Regions from separate parts of the Zea mays genome. Here regions 1 and 2 are each linked to region 3. Evidence: chromatin contacts called from public Hi-C data. All regions are on one chromosome and are shown on one strand. The core of a region is the stretch at or near the end of the contact, and the rest is flanking DNA. Distances in the headings are between cores, read along the strand shown.

The links. A called contact is a pair of places that touch in the nucleus more often than the background predicts.
Region 1: a contact with region 3 is called in a Hi-C map of tassel, with 3 times the contacts expected there. The contact joins the promoter of LOC100274440 here to the promoter of LOC100279797 in region 3. A contact is called at or near these places in 4 of 25 Hi-C or Micro-C datasets (ear, endosperm, leaf and 1 more).
Region 2: a contact with region 3 is called in a Hi-C map of ear, with 7 times the contacts expected there. The contact joins the enhancer-like site here to the promoter of LOC100279797 in region 3. A contact is called at or near these places in 5 of 25 Hi-C or Micro-C datasets (bundle sheath, ear, endosperm and 2 more).

What each region holds. Positions count from the first base shown.
Region 1 is chr6:35,701,870-35,706,381 of Zm-B73-REFERENCE-NAM-5.0, reverse strand. It overlaps LOC100274440, which reads left to right and starts at 1,708. Exons shown (of 5, transcript NM_001148799.1): 1 at 1,708-2,243; 2 at 2,619-2,909; 3 at 3,994-4,209; 4 at 4,375-4,494. The coding sequence starts at 2,169.
Region 2 is chr6:35,754,419-35,758,927 of Zm-B73-REFERENCE-NAM-5.0, reverse strand. It overlaps the pseudogene LOC109940340. Among protein-coding and RNA genes, the nearest start is that of LOC100274440, 52 kb to the right of the region's middle. Within about 2 kb of position 2,602, at least 17 of the 20 cell types and tissues checked have an H3K27ac peak or open chromatin away from gene starts, as enhancers often do. A contact at or near this core is called in bundle sheath, ear, endosperm and 2 more, where this site is marked.
Region 3 is chr6:35,937,353-35,941,470 of Zm-B73-REFERENCE-NAM-5.0, reverse strand. It overlaps LOC100279797 (bifunctional bis(5'-adenosyl)-triphosphatase/adenylylsulfatase FHIT), which reads right to left and starts at 1,319. Exons shown (of 4, transcript XM_008650356.3): 1 at 1,052-1,319. The coding sequence starts at 1,294.

The DNA.
Region 1 (4,512 bases), core at 459-2,958, 240 kb after region 3:
CTCGGGTGAAGCGCGATCGAGTCACTCGTGTGGACTGATCCCTGACTTAATCGTGCCCATCAGGCCTTTGCAGCTTTATGCTGATGGGGGTTACCAGCTGAGAATTAGGCGTCTTGAGGGTACCCCTAATTATGGTCCCCGACAATTGTCTTCACCAGTTCACCTGAGTTCACCTGTATAGAGTTGAAGACATGATATAAGATTACGGGACCAAATTAGATTAGGGGCTCTTAGAAGGTTTTATTATCATTTCTATGATAATTAGTTAAAAAAACTAATGGCTCCGTCGCCCTTCCTATATGGTTATCCAAAATATTGTTTTGTATTATATATTGTACTATTTACATAGTAGAGTTTGAAATGGTATAGAGATGGGCGGATGGGTAAGCCGGTAGAGATAGACTAATAAACCTAAGTAGCTAAGTATGTCTTGAATGCACATTGACAAGAAAGTCGGGCTCAGCCTCATGTAGTTACCAGTGTTTTAAATAGCGGGATAAGACCAACTCTAGCAACGCCCCATACTCCACTATGCATCCGCATTTTGCACGTCCGAAGCCACTATTCTGCCCTCCAGCAGACTCCGTAAACCACCATGCAAAATAGGCGTGTTGTCTTCCACCTGGTATTCCTACAGTGTCTATCTCTTCTCTGCACAAGAGGGCATTCAAAAACAGTCAAGCGTGGGACCCAACTTTCATTGAGAGGGATGGGGATGCGGATACAGAGCCTATTGGACGACCATGTTTATGCGGAGCCTGCTTGTCACGCAAAATACGGATGCGAAGATGGAGTCTGTTGGAGTTAGTCTAAGAGATTTATCCCTACGCTTCTCAAAATTGGAACTATCAAGATATATCGAGAAATAGTACCATATATCATGATAAATAACATAACTTTTGCACCGCTAAAAAGGCCATATCGGCATATTATCAGCCGCTATAATCAGATATTTAAAACCTTGGCAGATACCATTCAGGATTAATAGAGAGATTCTACTTAGAGATGACAATGGGGACCCGATCTCCGATTCTCCGCGAGGAATTTCTCCATTAGAGGATAGGGATGGGGAAATTTCTTCCCCCTCAGGGATGTAAATGGGGAAAACCCTCCCCCGATGGGTAAACCGGAACGGATCGTGGAAGCATTCTCCATCCCCGTTTTCGTGTACTGGTTAATGATAAAAATAAATAATTATTTTATCAAGAGATCATTTATTATACAAATGTGTTTATTTTAATGTGCACACAATAATTTTTTACATATGACAATTTGTATAAGTGATAATATTTTATATTAATAACAAATAATGTGTGTCCTAGTTATAATTTAAGCGAGAATGAGGATCCCGTCAGATATTTATCCTGCGGAGAATGAGGATAAAAATGAAATATTCACGCAAAACGTTCGTAAGAATACTCGTAAAAAAAAATTTGATAGTAAGAACGAGAATGAAGACTATTCTCCAACAATAAATTCTCCATTATCATCCTAGTCCCAATATCATCTCCTTCCCCTCGATCCGCTGTGTCCCCAGCTGTCCAAAGTCCCACTCCCAGCTTCCCTCCCCCTAAAAAACTCTCACACATCACCGCGAGAGAGGAGGCTGAGCCGCGGAGGAGCAGCGGCGCATCGCAACACTAACCAAAGGTACACACACGCTTCCCTCCTGCGCTTCTCCCTCCCTCCGCGACTGCTCCCACGCAGCTGTTGCCCTCCGGAAATCCAAAGCTCCCGGCCTCCTGCACTGCGTCCCTGTCAGGCCTGCTAAGCTCCAGCCAAAAAATCGTTGGCCTCGGTCTGGTGCCTGCTCCTCCTGCCGTCCTCGCTCCTCCCCACCTCCCGCGGCCTCCCACGCGACATGATTGCATTGCGGGCTGCCGCGGAGCTCAGCTCTCCTGTCCTGCCACCACCACGCCGCTGACGATGCCTTCCTCTCGCCTGCCTCTGCCTGCGCACAACCGAAACGGCTAGCCCGCCCTTCCTCCCCTCCCCTTTGCTTCCGCACCAAGATTTGGGCGGGCGTTCCTTCTTCCGATAAAGTTGACACCCGTCGTCTCGTCGTGGGCCTGGCAGATACTGATAGGTGGTCTGGTTCGTGACTTGTTCAGTCCTCCTCTCCAGGTGCCGAGCCAGGGTGACTGTTCCGAGGAGCGTGGCGTGGACCCATGGGGAAGAAGGGCAAGTGGTTCGGCGCCGTCAAGAAGGTCTTCAGCCCCGAATCCAAGGAGAAGAAAGAGGAGGTGATGCTTGCCCGCCCCCTTGGGATTCTCTTGCGTTTTGCGGGCTTCGTTTTGGATTTGTGGGTGGATCTGATCGGATTTTCGTGGTTTCCCCTCTCCCAATTCCGAAGAATCCAGTCAGGTGTTCCTGGGTAAAAAAAAACCGCACCTTGTTCACCCTTTTTCTATACTTCTCAGCCGTCGTCGTACTGGTGAATTTTTGGGTTTTGCATTCTGCATTGTTGTCAAGACGGCACTTGCTCCCCCCTTTACGACTACCTTGCAGATCCGTGATCGATCAAAGCGCGGCCTTTTTTTTTCTTGCGTTTGTTTTTGTCACTAAAGTTCGGACTGAATTCTGATCACAACCCAAAACTTTGCCCTTGGAATTGACAGAGGCTAAGGAGGAAATCAGCAGCTAGCAACCCAGCACCGGTAGATCTGACCCCATCTACCTCCCTGGAAGTCAATGTTTCGGTGCCACCCCCTCCGGCTCCTCCTCCAGTTCCTCGCCAGACCGACGAGGTCAGGGTCCCCGAAGCCGAGCAGGAGCAGAGCAAGCATGTCACCCTGGAGGAGGCCCCTGCTGCTGCTGCTGCCCCAGCACAGGCGTCGGTGCTGCCACCTGGTGCGCCAACCGAAGAGCTCGCCGCAATCAAGATCCAGACCGCCTTCCGAGGTTACCTGGTAATGTGAAATCACTTTTGTCCGAATTCACCTGCTCGGTGCCATTTGCACCTGGTTTTCCCCGAGAGATTTTGATATTTGCCATCAGCAAGAAACAGGTTTGTAAAATTGCCATCAGGCCCACATTTCATAGACCCAGCTGGACCCACGATTCATAGACACAGTGTTAATTATAACACGAAGACAACATTGTGAGTGGCAAAAATCCAATTATCTCGGTTTTCCCCTTAGACGCTTAGATAAGAACAAATGTGACAGTTGGAAATTGGTTTATATGGATGCCCGCGTTACATAGCACATGGAAGTGTTTGTTTCTGGAAGCTGCTGATTAGGTCTTCGATATTTGGGGGTTAGGAGGAGGTTTGTTTTGCTTTCCTGGTTTCGTTTCCACACCGACATGACTGAGCATGCAAGCAAATGTCCATTGGTGGCTACCCTGCAGATTTTCTCTTTTCATGATCAGACTTTTAGGTGTCGGTAGCTCGCCAACCTTGCAAGTGTTAGTTGGCCAATTGCTGTTACTGTGATGTGGAGTTATACTTGTTGGCCGAATAAGTTTAGCTATTTACATGCCATACTTTCATTGTAACTACTCCGTGGGCTTAATGGGAATGTATGGCTAAAAAAGTAATTTTTCTTGCTTCAGATGATCCTGGAGGAACGGTTAATTTCTAGTTTAACTCCTCTCCTTCAACTAGTTGCTTACTTTTTAGGTTTGTCCTATTATTTGTCAGTGCGCACTTGCCCAGAGGGCCTACGAATCATTCTTGCAAAGTGTTTGAAAAATAATTCTTTGAACAACTGGCGGTTGGTGGCAACAACCTTTCATCACTCATTTTGCTGTTCTTTTCATTTATATTTTGATACTGATAGCCTGTCTGTCCAGCTATTGAACTATCCTTGAGATAGCAATTAGTGAACTTTAAATTATGTTCCTTGGGAAATATGATTTCATGGAAATTTGACTTGTTCATAGCAAAGCAGGATCTTACTTTTTAGTTTTTATGCTTCACAAATAAAATGAAAAGAAAATATATTTACTTTTAGGTTATACTGAGAGTGTTTGGTCATTGTGATAATGTAGGCAAGGAGGGCACTAAGAGCACTACGAGGCCTTGTACGATTGAAGTCATTGGTTGAGGGTAATTCAGTTAAGCGTCAATCTGCAAGCACTCTGCGCTGTATGCAAACTCTATCGCGGGTGCAGTCACAAATACGATCTAGGAGAGCAAAGATGTCCGAGGAGAACCAGGCCCTCCAACGCCAGCTCCTACTTAAACAGGAACTGGAGAATTTCAGAGTAAGCAAACCTTCTCAAAGTTTTGCAGTAAAAAAGTTTCAGGAGCTTGTGTTGTTCTAGTAATATCATTAGTTTTGTTGTCTTCTTTGCTTTATGCCTTGAGATAATTATAAAATATCATTGAGAGAAATAAACATATTCTGTTTGTGAATAACGCTATGTCAGATGGGTGAGAACTGGGACGACAGCACTCAATCCAAGGAGCAAATCGAGGCAAGCCTAATAAGCAGGCAAGAGGCAGCGATAAGAAGAGAAAGAGCTCTTGCATATGCATTTTCACATCAGGTTTGAGTTCTTGCTCTC
Region 2 (4,509 bases), core at 1,353-3,852, 180 kb after region 3:
TCCGCCAGATCGAGTCAGTACCCCCTCCTCCTCCCACGCCTTCTGCTCCCTTCCTTCGATTTTACGTAGTTTTTGCTTTTAGTTGTTAATTACAATGTGCCAATTCGCAAGCAAGCTTTGCTGATCGCTTCCCGATTGTTGATTTCCGAGCTCGAAGGTTGGACCTTTGCATGTTCCCCTAGTCTTTCAATTTGACATCTGACGGGTCCCCTATTAGTCATTACCAGCATAACATAATGTACGTTGCTTGAGTCTGAATCACGATGTCTAACTCTGCAATCCCAGCTCATAAATTTCGGATCTTTTTTATGTCCACCGACTATGACCACGACGACTACGACACGACTAGGGTTCCTCGTAACTAATCACCCCTTCTTATTTTGGTACCACTAGTCTTTTTTACTCGTCTAAATAAATGCTCTAGTAGCCGTATACTAGTTTAGTTTGGTACTTCAATAAATAATTGAAAGCATAAACTGTCGTCCTAACAGTGTCGGCATGGTTTTAAATAGCGGGTTAAGGAGTTTAGCGGCGTGTTTCTCAAAAGCGTAAATAACAGCGGAACATAGCGGGCTAAATGAGACTATAGCGCATAACTTTTCCCTGCTGAAACAGCTATAGCAGACTACTAAAAAGTAAGCAAGGAGATGACATCCTTGAATTGACTCCCGAGATGCTGTTACTATTAAAACGAGGAAGCAAATATGCTGGGGGGGGGGGGGGGGGGGGGGGATTGCTACAATAGATAGCAGGTAGGGAAAACATAGTAGTGACCGTTATGCCATGGCCACTGAAACTGACTGAACTGAAACGGAGAAGGTCCTAATCCTCCTATCCCCCATTAACTGCTTCCTCCAACCCATGAGGGTTATTTTGGGAGCCACAAACCGGAGGGTTGTGAGGGAATTTAAATAAAAAGAGGATTTTAGTCCCTCCAACTCCTCCGATATTTTAGCTCCAAAAATAGTCCTTCGGCGTAGTTTTCCTATACTCGTGTACACAGCACACCTGTGATTTAGATCAGCTGAACCCATAGAGCTTGTTGTTTATCTCTCTCTATATATGATATATGAAAATTTTGCTATTTTATATATTCTGCACTCGGTCCTAATACGTGACCTTCCCTTATCCACCCGAAACACTGTTAGCAGATGCGATGCTATTAGAAGATTAATTAGATGCTTATGGATACAAAGCGATCTACATTTTTGAAAGATACACACTTAAAACAATCTTACTCAGCGTCAATTCCGAAACTTTTTTGTGGCCAACTAGAAAACACGTAGCCCTGAAACATCTGGCTTACATTTTGCGTTCACTTTTCCGATGGTGGTACCTCTTCTAATTAACATCGACGAGTACCTGCGTTCATAAGAGAGAGAGAGGGAATCACACCTTGGTTCAGTACAGCGGTACTGCTAAACCACTAGTAACTGGCAGGGGTTTCTGACCAGGGCTTCTTCAGTTGCACCAATCCAGAGGGGGATTGGAGGGGTTTAAATCTCGTTTGGATTGATGTAACCGAACATACCTTTAAGATGAGATAAATACCCGAGATCATCACAGGCAGGCATAGCTACACCACACCGCACATGTTTCATTGCACGCTGCATAGCTCCTGTCGAATTCAATTCGTTCCATCTCCGACGTGGAGGTTTCTGTCTAACGTTCCAGAGGCGCAGGGCGTTCGGCGCATGGCCCGTGGCGACGGTGTCGGCGGGCGAGAAGAAGGTGACAGTGGAAGGTCCGCTGTGCAGCGCCTCGGAGGTCGTCGGCTGGTTCTCGAGGGACTTGGACGACGACGGCACCACCCGTTCGGTGGCATACGACAGGCGGGAAGCCGACCTGGATCCTGCCGCTGCCGGTACGCGAGCCCGCACGACGACGATCGGCGTCTCGGGCTTCGCGTTCAACAGCTCCATTCTATGGGATCCCGAGCGGTGGGGGCGGCCGGCGTCGTTGCCGGACACTTCACAGGTCAGTCGTACCCCCTGCCTTCTGAGAATGTTAGTTAGTTGATTGATGGAGACTTGTGCTCCCGGCTAACTATGGTAGGCTGTAACTGATGTGTGGTCGCAGGACTCCATCAAGTTCGTGCAGGAAGTGGTGCTGGAAGACCGAGCTAAGCTAAGCTGAGGGGAATCCCCTCCGGCTGCTCCCAGGTCATGGTGTGGCAGTACAGCGACATGCCCAGCTCGTAACAGTAGATGGCAGCCGGATGTGAGGCGTCGCAGCCTCCTGGCCGGACGGGGAAGGGGAGGACTGGACCGGTGGAGTCGATGTAAATGCGGTGGGCGATAGCAAAAGGAAAGGGAAGAAGGTTGATTCATCAGTAGGCCGTGTATGCAAGATTGCGTTTCATTCTTCTTCCTTTGGGTCCCATTTTTCTTTCTCTCAGTTTTTTGGTCATCAAGTTTTGGGGCGCCATGAATGGTGATGAGCTGCCTGTGCTGTGATAGTGTTTTATTCAGATTCATTTTGTGATTCTTTAGCCTGGTCCTGTTGTGTTTGTGTGAGGCGGTGGCGGCCCATTGTTATTGTCGTTACAAACTTACAATAGATGGCCTGCCTTTGAGAGTCTTTTTGGGGGCCTGTTAGCGTCCTCCCCCAAAAGGTCCCAACCCGATCCAGTCCAGGCTGGACCGAGAAGCCCAGCACTCCCGGCCTGCCCTCTTCTCCCTCGTCTTGTTTCCAGAACCAAAGAAAATATAAACACGTCTCTCTTAAAATATCTTTTTTACACTGTATATTTCTGTCTCTACTCTATTAAAGCACTAATTTCAACGATCGTTCTGCATTAATATTTTTCAAACAAAAAATCTACACTTTTTTAATCAACCCGCACTCCTATAATCTCTTTTCTACTACTATAATAGGAGAGTTTCGTGCGCCCTGGTTTTCGCGTGTTGTCCCCCTCCAGTTATCGTCGTACGTTGTCGTGCTTCCCTGCATCTCTAAAACGAACTCCCGCACGCCACACGCCACACGCAGAAACCGCCTCCGCACGCCACACGCCTTCCTCCGCCCGCTGTCGCAACCTCGGAGCATGTCGTGAGGATAAGTCCCCACAAACTCTATGGCGAGCGATGCGAGGATAGGTCCCGTGAACTCCGCGTCAAGTGACCCGCCACGCCGCAACCTCCGATAGCGTGCCTGCCACGACTATCGTCGCTATAAATTTCTAGCCTTTTGCTCTCCGCGTCAGCGCAGCAAAAATGGTTACCAGCAGCAGCAGGGCTTGGATCTCCCGAGGTGGCGGGCTCTTCAGAGACCCGTGTCGTCAGTCTAGTGCTGGCGTCCGACTGCTTGCCATGACACGTCAAGGTCGGACAAGGATGCGGAGACATGGTGGTCGGTGGCTGCGACCATGGGCCCCCTCGTTGTGGCACCGGCGATGAGGAGGTTGTAGTCGAACGGCTAAGCACGGGTGCCGTTCTGTGTAGGGAGGCGTTATCCGTTCTACATCGCGCCCCATCGTTCTATGGTAGCTAAGGTACATGTACCACCAACTCTCTTACTCTGAAAATCAATCGATCTACTTAGGTCGGGGAGGTCTCGATTGATAGCTATAGATGGAGTGCTGGCGGTACTAACACTACAAAATGACCCCCCCCCCCTTTAGCAATGCATATATGTGTTGGTACAAGCCTATATAAGCGTTGATAGGGTCTATACCAACACATAATTATGTGTTGCCTATACTGCCGTTGCTAGGGGCTACTGCAACGCTTATACATACGTTGGTAAGTCATATAAATAAGTGTTGGTAAACTGCAACAGATTTTTATAAGATACAGCAACGCTTACATGTGTTGGTGCCGCCCATGACTATCTCGTCATCATAGGATGCTACAACGTTTAGATTTGTACAATGGGATACATGTATAGCCTAGACTGATCTAATCATTATTTTGTCAACATTAAAACTGAACCATCCTAATCCCAGAAAAACACACCATACCACAAGATGCAGAGTTTCACTAATAAGAATTCAGGCAAGAATATTTTGTCAGTTTTGTTGCATCATACACGACCAGCTAATAAAACTCAATAAAACCAGCTTAGGTTGATGTCGACTAGCAGTTTTAACATTCCGGTAGCTAGGCCAGCAAGGTCAGTGGTCAACTTGTCTACATCAAGTGCTAATCTTTGGTCTACATTAATACTTTTACCTGACATCTTGAGTACCTGAAATCATACACCATTATAACTTATTACCTTCAATCACCCATAGTATTACCATAATGAGATGTTCAATCTTATTCGCCCAGCCAGAATCATAGCATAACAAGATAATACAGGGCATGGACATACTTAGGAAAACACCAAAATGTCATTTGACCATAATTCTGACCGGACTACAATAAAGCATGCAATTTAACAGAATAAGTTCTATGTACTCAAACACTGAAATGTTATGTTCTTTCCTTTCAGAGATCATAGAATACTACAATTAATCTTGGACTTCCTTTCAGCATAAATTTAACTGAACTTGCTCATAGATCACTA
Region 3 (4,118 bases), core at 70-2,569:
ATGAGTTATGACAGCTTTGCCCCGAATGACAACACAGTAGAAATTGATTCATAAAGTCAACTTGAGTTGCAGGCATACAATCATTCTGGAAGTGGAACTGTTGCATGATGTGAAAAAGAAATAATCATGTCATAGAATTGTTGATGGTCTCCATGGAAAGATGAACCAAATATGAAGTGAAGTCAGTGGCTCAACAAAACAGAACCCTCACTAAATGAGTACCTAAAGCAAACTTGATCCCCCCTAGACAGACAAGATAACCAGGTCTAAAAAGAAGAGAACCAACACAAAGGTAAGTAAAGTTTCATGAACTATACTGCAGTGAGCAATCAATAGACAGTGGCCTGCAGAAGAAAATGGTTGCGCAGGCACAACAGTGGTAAAAACTGCAAAACTAGCTTCAAAGAAATTACAGCTCTAGGTTCGCTGAAATCAAAGGATATGACCTGCATAAGAAAAGGTTCGCATTGTCAGATGCAATGTCTATTAGAAAAAAAAAACAATGCGATGCGGTGGTTTAGAGATATGCAAAGCTTAAATGCAATGTCTACAGGAAGCACTTGTGAGTAGTCTCAGGTTTCATCAGGAGAAAATCTTGAATGGGACTGTTGTTCTATAGGGAGGGATTATATTAAGTACGACGAGATTGCAGGAACTGGGTTGGGATTACCAGCCAACCCAGAAGGGCAATGCCTGTGATCCTTGCCTATTGGAACAATCCCTACGGGAGCAATGGGTGTGGCGGTACACTGTTGTCTTGCCGAATTTGTTACGAGCAGCGCATGATTCTGAATACAAAGTTTTATTTTAGCATTCTGGGACCCAACGTTAGATGAATCTAATTTCCATCAACCACGTTTCCGAGAAAGCTTTTTTTTTTTGTCGCGATGACTAGTCTCCCAGTTCCAGCAACTCCCACTCCCAAGCTAAAAAAATGCTATGGTGCAGTGAGTTCGGGAGTGGTTGCGTCTACAGTAACGAAGCAAGCATGGATCATGGAAGGCGAACTGGAAAGGGAGGGAACAAGGGTGTGTGTGTGTGTGTGTTACCCACCCGGGAGCAGCGGGCGGAGATTCACCATGGCGTAGGAGAGGGGCGTGGCGTGGAAGACCTCCCTGGCGTCGATTTTGTAGGGCCCAAACTTGTAGGAAGCCTCCATCACCGGCGGTGGAAGCGGGATAGAGCCGGAAGAGGACGAGAGGGCGCGCCGGTGCGGAGGCAGGCGGCGAAGCAAGCCAGGCAGCGGAGGGAGTGGGAGTGGGGGGAGGACGGCACGCCAGCGCAGCCGCAGCATCCTCGGGAAGACGGCCGACGGAGCCGGCAATGACAGGGTGTACAGATATGGGCTTTCATGCGGCTGGGCCGCGTTTTGGAGGCCCAGTTTGAGCTTACGGAGCCAATATGAATTTTCCTTTTTTTGTTACAGTATCATAGTACTGTTTCCAGAATGTTTCGCCTACAAAACTCGAACCATGCAAGCCCATAAACAAAAACACTTCCCGGCCCATAAATACAACAGTCCGGAGTTCCACATCCAGATTAGCATATGAGGCCCATCACGAATCTTTATAAGATCCATTGCCAAATCTCACGTACGTAGCCGTAGTAGTTCTAACAAGTCACTGCCAGAGGTCAAGCAATCAATTTGTATATGTATATAAAAAGATTCTAGTTCTAGAAAACCGTATGATTGAGCTCACTTTACCATTCATGCCCACCCAGAGAGTTCTGAAAAGGGTTTAGCGCACACGTCAACAGCGCAACACATGCATGGCATTGGCCATGCCAGTGAGAATGCAGGGACTAACTGACGACCCACTGATTAGATTTAGATCTGGCAGCAAGAAAAAAAAAAAAGAACAGCTCATTAGCATGTCCCTGCCGCTGGTAATCCAACTATTGACATGTAGACATTATGCGATGCTTTTCCAAAGCCAAAGCCCAATCAAGAGAGTCTAAACTCAGCCGGGAGGGAAAGATCGTCCTCCCGACATTATATTAAGAGATCGTAACTTGGTTCCGGTCGAGAAAATCGTTGAACCTTAGCCTCTCATCATTAACGGGCCATTACCATTCACTCTGCACCGATCCAGCTGAAGGGTGGTGCTTAAGATGTAACCCGATAGTGGACGAGACATAACGAAAGGATTTTTTTAATTAAGCCAAAAATTCGTACATACGGGAAATGGAACCTAGAATAAAGAGATGCTTCTTGGAATTACGCTAGAGGATCTTTCGCGGCTGACGAGAGTCTGAAACCGCATGAGCTTTATTCCTTGTAACAAAGAGAAGTTGATCAAGGACAGGGACTGACTGATTGACTGACCCATGCATGTGAATGTGCAAGACTGAACTGAATCCAGCTTTAAAGCAGTGCATGTGAATGTGCTAGCGGCTCATTTCTCCGGTTTCAGACGCGCTTTGATCCCATGCAGAAAAAAAACCCCCCGGCGCCCCCGTGCTTTGTTCTCTAGCAGGGAGTCAAAGGCTGGAAGAAAGATGCAGCCACGAAAGGATCGGACACTGACCGCTGTTGACACTTCTGCTGACGGTATTCCATGGCCCGACTGTCCCCGGATGGAGAACAGACAGGTCTCCAAGCATTCCGGGGAATGAAATGCATGTCTGAATGAACTGGTACTGGATGCATGCCAGCAACGCCAATTTCTATGCATGGTTGGGCCCACCTGCACGCGCCATGCATGTGCCGATCTGGTTGATCTTGATGGATCCACTAGTGCGGAATGTGCATTCTAACCGGCTACATCACCAGATTTCTACCGGCCACTCAATATCCAAGACTAAAGCCCATAATTTTAGTGTCGGTTGCAAACACCGGTACAACATGTAGTAATTTAGAATCGGTTTCTGGTCAGATCTGTACTAAAGGTACCATCTTTAGTACTGGTAGGGACGGATCTACACCCCGGGCCACCCGGTCCGTGGCCCGGGACTTGATCCATATAACTCTATATAAGTCTCTATTTAATACGGTATAAAATACTTAAGATAAAATGAAGAGAAGCAAATTTAGTAGATTTGGTCTGGGTTATAGAAAAATTCTGGATCCGCCCCTGACTATCGGTTCCTGTAAAAGAATCGTTCCTGAAGAGGACCTTCAGTAACGGTTCTAATAAGAACCGGTTCTAAAGATTATACCTTTAGCAACGGATATATCAAGTAACCGGTTCTATCAAGTAACTAGTTTTAAAGGTTGTAGCTTCAGTACCAAATGTAGCTAGGAACCGGTTCTAAAGATTTTTTTCTTTAGTAACTGTCGGGGACCATAATTAGGGGTACCCCCAAGACTCCTAATCTCAGCTGGTAACCCCTATCAGCACAAAACTGCAAAGGCCTGATGGGCGCAAATCCGGTAAAGGCCCTGTCCACTCAAGGGACACTATCTCGCCTCACTCGAGCCCAGCCTCGGGAAAGAACAGTAGACCAAGGCAGATTCACGCCTCGCCCGAGGGTCTCCTCAAGCAACGGGCGCACCTTCGACTCGCCCGAGGGCCAGCTCGGGTAGGCTTCGCGGAGAAGCAACCTTGGCCAGATCGCCTCGCCAGCCGACCGGATCGCAGGAGCATTTAATGCAAGGATCGCCTGACACCTTATCCTGACGCGTGCTCTCCAGTCGACAAGGCCGAAGTGACCGCAGTCACTTCGCCCCTCCACTGACTGACCTGACAGGAAAGCAGCGCCTCCTGCGCCGCTCCGACTGCTGTGCCACCCGCCAGGGTGAGGCTGACAGCAGCCAAGTCCAGCCTCGGGTGCCATAGGAATCTCCGCCTCGCCCGACCCCAGGGCTCGGACTCAACCTCTACTCCGAAAGACGATCTTCGCCTCGCCCGACCCCCGGGCTCGGACTCAACCTCGACTCCGGAAGACGGTCTCCGCCTCGCCCAACCCTGGGGCTCGGACTCGACCTCACCTCTGGAAGACGGTCTCGGCCTCGCCCGACCCCAAGGCTCGGACTCGACCTCGACCTCGGACAACGGTCTCCGCCTCGCCCGACCCCCAGGTTTGGACTCAGCCTCGACCTCGGAGGAGCCATCGCCTCGCCTGACCTTGGGATCGGACCGACCACGCCACAAGGGGGGCCATCATTACCCTATCCC